2 separate regions of the Sus scrofa genome follow, and region 2 is linked to region 1. The links are chromatin contacts, called in public Hi-C maps. All regions are on one chromosome and are shown on one strand. The core of a region is the stretch at or near the end of the contact, and the rest is flanking DNA. Distances in the headings are between cores, read along the strand shown. Region 1 overlaps CWC27 (CWC27 spliceosome associated protein homolog). Region 2 overlaps ADAMTS6 (A disintegrin and metalloproteinase with thrombospondin motifs 6).

What was found. Hi-C and Micro-C count contacts between places; a contact is called where the count stands out from the background.
Region 2: a Hi-C map of embryonic fibroblasts shows a contact between it and region 1, with 4 times the contacts expected there. The contact joins two enhancer-like sites. A contact is called at or near these places in 1 of 47 Hi-C or Micro-C datasets (embryonic fibroblasts) and 1 of 2 datasets of contacts at active chromatin or transcription factors (alveolar macrophages).

The regions. Positions count from the first base shown.
Region 1 is chr16:43,525,915-43,531,474 of Sscrofa11.1, forward strand. It overlaps CWC27 (CWC27 spliceosome associated protein homolog), which reads left to right. Exons shown (of 14, transcript NM_001243923.1): 13 at 2,027-2,130. Among named protein-coding and RNA genes, the nearest start is that of CWC27, 180 kb to the left of the region's middle. Within about 2 kb of position 3,152, at least 17 of the 83 cell types and tissues checked have an H3K27ac peak or open chromatin away from gene starts, as enhancers often do. A contact at or near this core is called in embryonic fibroblasts, where this site is marked.
Region 2 is chr16:43,795,830-43,801,389 of Sscrofa11.1, forward strand. It overlaps ADAMTS6 (A disintegrin and metalloproteinase with thrombospondin motifs 6), which reads right to left. Exons shown (of 24, transcript XM_021076778.1): 12 at 3,069-3,214; 13 at 938-1,001. Among named protein-coding and RNA genes, the nearest start is that of ADAMTS6, 210 kb to the right of the region's middle. Within about 2 kb of position 3,137, at least 11 of the 83 cell types and tissues checked have an H3K27ac peak or open chromatin away from gene starts, as enhancers often do. A contact at or near this core is called in embryonic fibroblasts, where this site is marked.

The sequences.
Region 1 (5,560 bases), core at 1,902-4,401:
TGAGGGATATGGAAATTTCCAGGCTAGGGATCGAATTGGAGCTACAGTTTCTGGCCTGTAGCACAGCCGCAGCAACACGAGATCCAAGCCCATGCAACTGCAGCCTACACCACAGCACAAGGCAACACCAGATCCTTAACTGAGCAAGGCCAGGGATTGAACCCACATCCTCATGTTGAGCTCATTACCACTGAGCCACAATGGGAACTTCCATAAAGCACTTTTCACTATCTTTTTTTTAGCAATAACGCCTTTGTTTCTTGTAGTTATTTTGGCACCACCTGTCTTTATTGAGCTTGGGTTCTAGACCACTAAAACCTACTTAGCTTTTTCATGAACTGTGGTCTGAATGATATCTCCTAAATAAACTCTGGATCCTCCAAGTTAGTATGACTCTTTATTGTATCTGTTATTCATATATTGAACTGTCACACATCTTTTTCCTTACAAAATATAAGTACAGTTGGCCCTTAAACAACACAGCTTTGAATTTTGTGTCCACTTATAGACAAATTTCTTTCAATAAATGGGTACTGTAGTTGTAGACTAACCATGGTTGGTTGCATAACCACAGATGCAGAAGGGAGGGGTGGCTATAAAGTTACAGGTGGATTTTCAACTGCTCAGAGGATTGGTGCCCCTAACCTTTATGTTGTTTAAGGATCAACTATATTTTAGTACTGAATTCAGTGTACCAGTACCTTAATTAGAAACTGATTTTTTAGACTGGTAGTCCTTTATCCCATTTCACAGTTACAAACTTTTTAAAACTATGGAAAATAAAAAACAAAATTCTAATTTCTGATTTTCTGCTCAAATTCTGGAGCAAACTGTTATATAGCCAGGAAACACTGTGATTAAAATTTGAGGCACTTATTTCCTCTTACCCACAAAGGGTATGCAAACAAACAAAAAATCAGAGGAATGGTCTCTTTAAAAAAAAAAAAAAAAATACTCAATATGATATTTATATCCTACTTCTTTTACTTAACAATAGAATATAATACTTCTGTATATAATTTTTAATAGTAATGTAATAGCATATTCATTGCTTTTTACCAAATTTATCTAGTTCCTGGACATTTAACATATTTCTATTTTTCACTTGTATGAATATTACTGCAGTGAACATCTTTTGCATCAGTCATTTTCAGCATTTCAGACTGTTTTTCTACATGTATTTCCAGGATTGGAATTATACAATCAAAGGAAATGATTTTTTTTTTTTTTTTTTTGTCTTTTTAGGGCCGCACCTACAACATATGGAGATTCCCAGGCTAGAGGTCCATTCGGAGCTGTAGCTACCAGCCTACACCACAGCCACAGCAAAGTGGGATTCAAGTCACATCTGCAACTTACACCACAGCTTACAGCAATGCCAGATCCTTAACCCACTGAGCAAGGCCAGGGATCGAACCTGTAAACCTGTGTCCTCATGGATGCTAGTCATATTCATTTCCACTGAACCATGAAGGGAACTCTCGGAAATGATCATTTTAAAGTTCCTGGTATATATAAACAGCTTCCCAAAGATATCACTCCCATTTACCCATCTTTCAAGAATTAATGTGTTCATTAATTTCAACTTCCCCAGCAATGACATTTTGCCTTTTTTGAAATTTGTTAATGAAAAATACTATTTGTTGTTGGCGTTTTGTTTTTGATTTCCCATATCTTAGTGAAGTACTTCCCTATCTTCTGGACTCTAAAAACTTAGCTCTTAGTAAGCATGCATTTTAAAGTTTAAACATCCTCTATATAAACAAATTTATGTTCCCCAAATCAGAAAATAGTTACATATTCCTGAGGGAAAATGTCAGTGCAAATGCAAACAGGGCAGTGTCAAGGTTTGTGACTGTCAATCACTGCTGCAGTTTGAAGGTGGTTTTGTTACTTTCATTTAAAATTAAAAATTTAAGTGTTTTACATCCTGGTAGGGTATTTTCTTTTCTACCAAATGTAAGTGTCTCTTCTGAAATTATATTTGTCCTTATCAGAAAACTTAGTAATCCATTTGTTATTTCAGACCCTTGCATTGCTGAACCAGTTTAAATCTAAACTCACTCAAGCAATTGCTGAAACTCCTGAAAATGACATTTCTGAAACTGAAGTAGAAGATGATGAAGGATGGTAAGGCCTTTGATTTCTTGATATTAACCACAAGCAAATGGGTTCAGAGTGGAGATACTATTAGGACATTTCTACTATATCCTCTTCCTTTTTTTTTTTTTTCTTTAGAATTTACCTTCAGCTATACACTCATCATTATAGGGCCTCAGCTCCCTTTCACTTCATTTCAGTTGAGTAAGCATTTATTGAGAGCTTGGTGTATTTCCACTATTGTGCTACCCAGTGGAAAATACACAGGAAACATATGACACTATCCCCACCCTAAATGACTTTCTAATATTTCTATTACTGTAGAAAAGATAAAGCTCTCTTTAAATAGCTAGAAAACAGCCTTAAAAGATTCTGAATCAGGAGTTCCCACTGTGGCACCACAAGATTGTCAGCATCTTGAGAGTGCTGGACGAAGGTTTGATCCCAAGCACAGCACAGCTGGTTAAGGATCCAGCGTCGACACAGCTTAGGTCACAACTACAGCTCTGATCTGATCCCTGGCCTGGGGAACTCCATATGCCACGGGGCAGCCAAAAAAAAGAAAGAAAGATTCTAAATCATTATTTGTACTTTCCCACAAACATTTTAGAACTCGCTAATCTGTTTCATAATTATACTAGGTTCCTCTTTAGATTTATGACCTACAGGATCCTACATAGTTAACCTACAGCAATACATACATAGTCAACTTATTTTTATCTTTGGATATTTTTCAACTTTTTAAGACGCTGATAAGAAATAAAGGGATTAATGACTTGTATGTGTCCTGTGCTTAGCACTTTATCCTATACTGGCAAAAAGGGAAGAAAAAGAAAAAGAAAAAAAAAAAAACTAAGAATGTGCTTTTGTCTTATCACACTCCTCTGTCCTCCAATTGACTTCACATGTAGTATATTAGGCCTCCCCACACCTAACTGCCTCCACCTCCCACTACACCCTGGCTCAGGCACATTGCTGCAAGCAAGCCAGTGGGTCACCCCCCACACATGACTCACCCTCTGGAGCCTCTGAACTGTCACATGTGCCATTACCCCAACCCAGAATCATAGCCTCACTTCTCTCTGCCAAACAGCATCTCGCCCCTATTTCAAAACTCTGTTTAACACTCCCATCCTCCAGGAAACCAGTCAGCAAGATTTGTTGAACACTCACAAATCTAGAGGGTGGAGGAAAGAGGGCTGGAACACACATTAAAAAAGACATAAAAACACTTATTAAGCAAACATTTAAGCAAATAAGACATTGAAACTATATATAATTTTAATCAAAGGGGCTGGGGGATGATGATTTGAATGGGATGAATCCTACCTACGTAAGACCTCGAAAGTACTTGTGTATTTCTCCATATATAATTTCTGTATGATCTGGGTTATGATTTTGTAAAAACCCTAGGTCTCTTTTAATAGATTTCTGTTGCTTATGTGTATCTGTGTTTATACTTGAAGTTGCTTCAGGCAGAAGCTGGCTCCTCCCATAGCTTTTTGCCAAAGGTGAAGGCTCAGTGAGTGTTGAATGGCCCATAGAGATAAATGCACACTGCACAGAAGAACTTTCTGTTTTTATATGACTGGACAGGTTCAGTTTTATTTTGGATTCCTTGAATGTCTCAAAATATCTTTCAAATGTTTTGAGTTCAGCCACCACACACACACACAAAAATGTTTTGCCAAGTCCTCTTCCCTTATTTTTGAATCCATATGCATTTTTTAAGGAAATATGATCCATGTGTTTCTGATTCATTTACACTTAACTCATCAAGATGGTGTTTTGTAAGAGCAGTTTGATGCCCAATAAGTTTTTTTAACCTTTTTATAAGCCATTTAAGTCCTTTTTTATTGAACAGGAAAGTCACCAACAAATTTAAACCCAGAAGTTTCATTTGAAACTCATAACCCACAGGATTCAAGTTTACTCTTAACTTGGCAAGACCATTTAACTTCCCAAGGTTCTTCCTAGCCCCTTGGTTCAGTATTCTCTCATTTTGAATTCCTCATTAGCAGTGGATATCAATTAGTGTTTTTAAAAGTGTCATTCTGTTTTTGATGTGATTTCATGATACAATCAATGTTCTAATGTCATTAGAAAGTTAAACAAATGGGAAACTTCTCAGCAGGGGAAAAAAGTCACTGGTCAGTGATCTTGTCTAGTTTCCCCATCTGGGGAAAACAAGGGAAGGGGAAATAAGGTGAAAGAGCCATTACCAGGTCGTCAAGGGGTTCCTTCTGCTTTCGGTTGTAGTCTCCTAACCAGAAAGTCAGAACTCTAGACCGTGTACCTGCACATTTTTTGTATTTGTCTAATCTAACATTAATTAAAACACCTTGAATATTCACTTGGAGTACATGGGACCTTTATATACAGCCTTTTTGTTGCAGTGTAGACCTCTGAAATTTTGTAACCTGATAAGCAAGAACATCATTTGTATTCATAAATAAACTAGTTTAGCTTTATCAAGTCTCTAGTGATTTAGATTATCTCTCATAAAGTATATCCCACTTGGAAAAGAAGTCTTGTATTCAAAATGATTTATAGCAAATATTATGAGTGCATGGCATGTGCATGTGTGTTATGCATAAATTACATGGTTCCCAGACTATTTTGTAGGTCACGCTTGCTGCTTTTCTAAGAAGCGAAAGTCAGCCAGTACTGTACTACACTGTCAGGGTCTGTTATCTGAGGTAAAATGATTGCTTCTAAGACATTTTTATGTGTCCGCATGAGTGACCACACATTGAGGGATCATTTTCATTTTCTGTCAAGATAGAAACCATTACCAATTTGTTATGTTTTCTTTCACTTGGCAAACTATTCTATTCGCATTTTTGGCCGAGCTGCTGTATTGGCATGGTATACAACAGACATTTGGGTACCATTCAGCAGCATTCTACTTTTTAATGCAAAAAAAAAAAAAAAAAAGTGGGAGGAGGAGAGAAAGAAAAGAAATATGATTCTATCATAAACACTGTATATGGTGTTTGATAATTATTCCCAGATTTCACTGTCCAACAAGGCATTTAAAGAAGTGTTATTAGTAGATCTAAGCTGAATTGCATGATAGAAATTTTTCAGTCAAAATTATTAGCATTCTTCCTTTGATAGGCTATTCACTGACAATATTTTGTAGTGATAGTGACGGGCACCAGATTCTAGTGTAGCAGTTAAAGTAGCCTTTTTGCTGCTACATTCCTTCATTCCACAGCATCACACACTCTCCTATCTCTATGGAAACCTTCAACATGGACTTTATAAAACCGATCAGATACATAACAGAGGTCATCAGCCAAAGGATTCATATGACCATGTGGATGAAGTCCATATGCCATTTGGAGTTTGGTTAGATAAAGCTTTGGTTAGATCCCAAAAAAAGTTCGGGAGAGCTGTATCTGACAAGGCAGTTAGATCCCCCAAAAAGTTTGAGAGAGCTGTATCTGACAAGGCA
Region 2 (5,560 bases), core at 1,887-4,386, 270 kb after region 1:
GGGCTGCAGAGGAAGGAGTAGCTTCAGAGGAGAGCCAGTTTTTTGGTTTTTTTTGGTCTTTTTGCCTTTTCTGGGGCTGCTCCCGCGGCATATGGAGGTTCCCAGGCTAGGGGTCCAATGGGAGCTGTAGCTGCTGGCCTACGCCAGAGCCACAGCAACGCAGGATCCAAGCCGCGTCTGCAACCCACACCACAGCTCACGCCTACCCCGGATCCCCAACCCAATGAACAAGGTCAGGGATCGAACCCGCAACCACATGGTTCCTAGTTGGATTCGTTAACCACTGGGCCACGACGGGAACTCTGAGCCAGTTTTAATTAGAACAAGAATGTGAAAAGAAAGAAAATTTGGAGAATCACCTTGCCTGCCCACTTGCATCTCTCACAAGTGCTTTATCTTAATAAATCTATTTTTTGCCTATCAAAAAAAAAATTGGAGATGTCAGGATATAAAGGATTTTGCTGATGATGGATCATGAGTTTCCAAGGGCGTAGAAGAGTTTCAGTCATTGGGCAGGGATAAGAAGCAAAAGAAGGAATAACAGATTTATAGGATTGGAAGGCAAGAGACAAGGAATGATGTGGAAGCCTGGGACTTACTGCAGTGGCAAATACAAAATGGGATAAATGGAATAATAAGATTAATCCTTGTTCCTTGAACGCAAGAAAGATATTGGTGGCAAAGTTGTGAGTGTTGGGGGCCCAGGGAAGTTCAGGGGCTGTGTGTCTCTCTTTTGATTCCTATCAGGGGAGAGTGTATTTGCTTTTAGCACTGTTGATGGAATTGATGGACGTGAGGCTGGTTCCATGTACTTTGAAAAATTCATGTGACCCTCATACACATGGATTTCTGATCAAATAGCTCACAATTTTAAAGATTTCGCTGCTCCAGGGGAAATGTAAGCTAATTTTTAATAGCAGAGTTTGGTTTTACTTACATCTGTGTTGCAGGAGCGATACCGTTTCCTTTCCCCAAGGCAATATTTTCCACCTCCTGAAGGTCTGAAAACACATTTTGTTTAACATGTGAATGTAATATATTTAACCATGTAAAGAGTACATATATTGCTTGATGAAAACATAAGAACATTTACTTTAAAAAGATACAAAATTAGGCATTTTATTAGTTATTAAAATAACAGTCATGCTGGTGAGGGCAACAATAATTACGGTTGTTTAACATAAAAATTAAGGTGATTTACTATGAATAACTTTATAAGCCTCTTAATTGTGATGATATACATTCTTAAGAAAATGCAATCACATCAATGTATTTTTCTAACTATCATAGTAAACAGGTACTCAGTTCAATACAATGAGTTAAAAAATCATTTACAATGAAAAGCCATTTGAATCATATTCAATAAAACACATAATCTGATGTCACATGTTCACCAAGCAGAAAATGGAGTTTAGTTTTTTCTCCCAGACTGGAAATAAGGAGAGGACCCTAAATAACTTTCTGGAAATAGCTTCAGTTCAAAGTTTTTAATGCAGAAAGAAATTTCTATCTCATTTCAAATATTACATGGAGTTTTTAAAAATTAAATCTAAACATCAGAAGGGCTTGCATTATATAAACACTTTATGTTACATTCAAATTAATGTGTCAAATATTTGCTTTATATGAATTGATTTTTTGGAGTATTTAACATTAGGGAAAGTTATGTTATCATTTGGGCATACAGTTTTTGACTGGAAAAAACTAACTTGTTCTTTTAAAAGAAGTCCATGTCATCTTCTTAAGTATCTAAGTATATTATTTATTATCATAGGGTTTTATACTTTTGGTTATTAAATTACAGTAGCATTCAGTTGGACTTAATTATTCTGTACTTGTTTTAAAAAGATCAAGTCTAATTATAATTTTGGCTCAATGGTATCAATGGGATAATTAAAGCTACACTTTGAATATACTGTGAATGCTGAGAAAAGACCCAGCTTGAATCAGCATGGGAGAAATGGGTTGGTCAGACAAAAACAAGGTAGTGGGGATGGTGGTGGCAAAGCTGGTTTATGAGTGGGTGACAGTGAGCTCTGTTTAGCAGGAGGGTAAAGACAGAAAGTAGGAGAATGAAAACAAGGAACAATTTCAAGTTAAAGAGTATAAAAGAGAAGAAAAGAGATATTTAGAGAGAGAAACCAAAGAGAGGGATCCTGAGTTAAAATGAGAAAAAATAAAAAATAAGAACAGACCATCTTTTACTCTAGAAGGGGGAAAAAAGCAGAAGTGATATCAGAACATTATTCTGCCTCAAATAATTGTCAGGAAAGAAAGTCCTCAACCTGAGCTCTAAACCAAAATGGGAGCTTTTGACATGAAGCAGCTAAGGAGCAGTTCAGTCTCTGGAAGGACACGAAAGACCAACTAGAGGAATCATCCACCTGTAATGGGCACTTGTGGGAAGAAGGAGCAACACAGCTAGCAAGGAATACTGATGGGGCTGGCTACATGCCAGGGGGACTCTGGCTGGAGAAAAAGAGTGGTGGGAGAGGAGCAGTCTGACCTGCATAAAACAGTCATGGGGAGAAAAGTGGTGGCAGCTCTGGAAGATGATTAATGGGGGCATGTGAATGGAAACTATTTTAACACATGGGCAGTATTCTTTTCATTGTGATTTGTGATGCGAATCAAGGCATTTCAATCCTTGAAGTGCTCTCATTGGTCCTTTTAATACTAATGTAGCAGTAATAATTTTATGTGACATGTGAAAAGACCTCAGGTTTCCTGGGAATAATGGTAATGTAGCTTAGACCAGACCTGGATTCATCCATAATTCAGTACTTTTTGGAGGAGGAAATCTATCTGATTATTACTAAATTAAAAGTCTGACTATACCTGGGATAGATACACAATGCTTTTCTCTTTTAGTTACACAGCAAGGTGAAAAGAAGAAAAAGAAAGTCTGTCTAACAAGGCTCCTCCACTTTCCTGTGCCTATTCCTCGTTCTGAAGACAAGTACTTGGCTCACTGGTGAAACGTTTTTACAGATAACATGTGAAACCGCAGCTTTGAATCATTTCCAACTGTGTCTTTTTGTTGGCTCCGGCTTACTTTAGCTACTTACGCTGGACTGTCACAGTGTCTTAGGGATGAGGAGACGCCTCCCCCGCAGGTCCTGCTGCACTCTCCCCATAGTGACCAGGGACCCCAGCCCCCATCTACGCTCTGGGGCCAAGTGCCAAAAGGAACACAATCTCCCTGATAACACCACTGCAAGATTTCACAGAAAACACAGAATTAGCTTTTAGGCAGATAGAGCTATCAGGATAGAAATACATAAGGATCAGCAATGACCAATTATAGGCATTAGCATTCTCCCAATAGATAACAGAGTTTTTTAACTGTGTTTAGACATTGGTAAAGGTACATGTGATCTGCAAATTATCTTTACCTAGGCAATGATTTATAAATCTCTAACAAGTACCAAGAGTCTAAAAAACTTTACTTCTTTTTTCCTTATGTTTCCTCCTCCAGACTTTTAGTGTTTCACATTATAGAGACCTCAAAAGTCTTTTTTAGATATTTTAGTATTAAAACTTTTTTCTTTATATCCCACTATTATTAGACTCATGGAATGATAATGCAATATGGAAAGTTCCCCAGTAAGGAATTTTTATGATGGTAATTGCTTTTTCTTAAAAAAAAAAAAAAAAGAAAAAAGAAAAAAAAGGCTGGTTGAGGCTACAATAGTAAAAGAATGTGCTGTGGCATTTCATCTACATGAGTACTGCAGACATAATAAAAGTAATGCCAAGACACTAGGGACGGGGTACAAAAAAACCCTTATACACTGACTAGCCATGTGTATAGGTCCTGCATGAACATGTGTACTGGAATTCCTTTCAGCCTTACTCTCTGCAATAAACCACACATACTGCACATAAGTAGAAAGCCAGGAATAATTTATCAAGACACAGACATGGCATAATCAGCTCATAACTCTAACATGATAAATCTTATTTGCAGAATATGGTAAAAATGAAACTCTTTTTTAAAAAAACAACCCAAGCATTTCTAGGCTTTTATTGGTGCATTTTTTCTGAGTTATCAAAATTTGACAAACCATACTGATGTTATGGAAATTATTTGTTTATGTGAATAAAAATATGGAATACTATTAGAATTGAGTAACTGTCAACAATGTTAGATTGTTAAGTAAGAACCCTTATATTAAAATGTAAAGGGATTATGGCATGCGATGCTTATAGAGTAATCAGCCTATTATACAAATTCTGATATATTTAGAATTCTTCCATTTGCACTGTTTGTACTGCTACTACTCTAGACCAAACTGACAAATGGAATAGCTCATTACCTGATCCCCTGCCTCACTTTCTTCTACCTATAATCAATCTATTCCCCCAATGAGTTCTCAGAGAGCTCTTTTAAAAACACATTATCACATCACAACACTTTTCTTTTTTTGGCCATGCCTGCAGCATGTGGAAGTTCCCAGGCCAGGGATCAAACCTAGCCACAGCAATGACCCAAGCTGCTGCAGTTGACAAGGCCAGATTCTTAACTCACTGCACAAGAAGGGAACTCCTCATGTCACTTTTTTGCTTAAAAAACTGTGGCAGTTTCCCTTAACTCTGGTCAACGGTGGCCTTTGTGATCTAGCCGCTCCTCATTCTCCAGCGTTATTCTCTCTTGTACAGAATGTTCCAGACACAATGGCCTTCTCTTCTTTCCTCAATATGTTAAACTTGTTTTCTCCTCAGGTTATTTGCATTTGCTAGCCCTCCTGGGAATACTCTTCTCCAGATTCCATTTATTGTTCTCTTATCATTTGGTCTCAGGTCAAGTGAGTGTCACTTTATTGCAGAGATTGTTCCTCCGATCACTCTCTTTCTGAAGTGCTGGTACTTCACTACCCCTCCTTGCTTTCCCCTCCCCCATCTCCAGGATGTACAAGAGATTACATCTTCCGGTTCTAGTGTCCACTGCTACCACTACTTTAAATTAGCCTGTTTATTTTTCAAATAACTTCTGTATTACTTTTTTCCTCCTCTCCTTAGTAAATGCCTTGAGAGTTACAAGTGGTTATTCAAATTTAAATTAATTAAAATTAAAAATTCAGCTCCTCAGACCCACTAGCCATATTTCTAGGGCTCCACAGCCACATGTCGCTATCTGCTAGAGTGTTGGACAGAGCAGATATAGATCACCAATGTTCTAACTGGAAATGCTAAATGTCTAGAACAGTGTCCAGAATGAAGTACATATACAACAAAACTCTAGCGAATGAATGAATACTTCAGTTAAATTACAGAATACTGTGTCTTATTTTGGTTACTACATGTCAGGAAGGAACTGGACATACTGGAGGGTAAAGAAAGTAAAATTTCCTGGTAGTTTCCCTGGTAGGTGACATTCAACAAACGTTTCAATAGTTGTAACAGTATAAAGGACTTTTATAGAGAAGTGCAGAGCAATTATCATTCATCTATAAAAAACTAGACAAAAAGAAGTTAGTATTCAATTGGCTCTAAGGCCAGTAGATTGGCTCTAAGGCCAAACAATCTGATCTTAAATCAAATAAATATTAAAATAGAA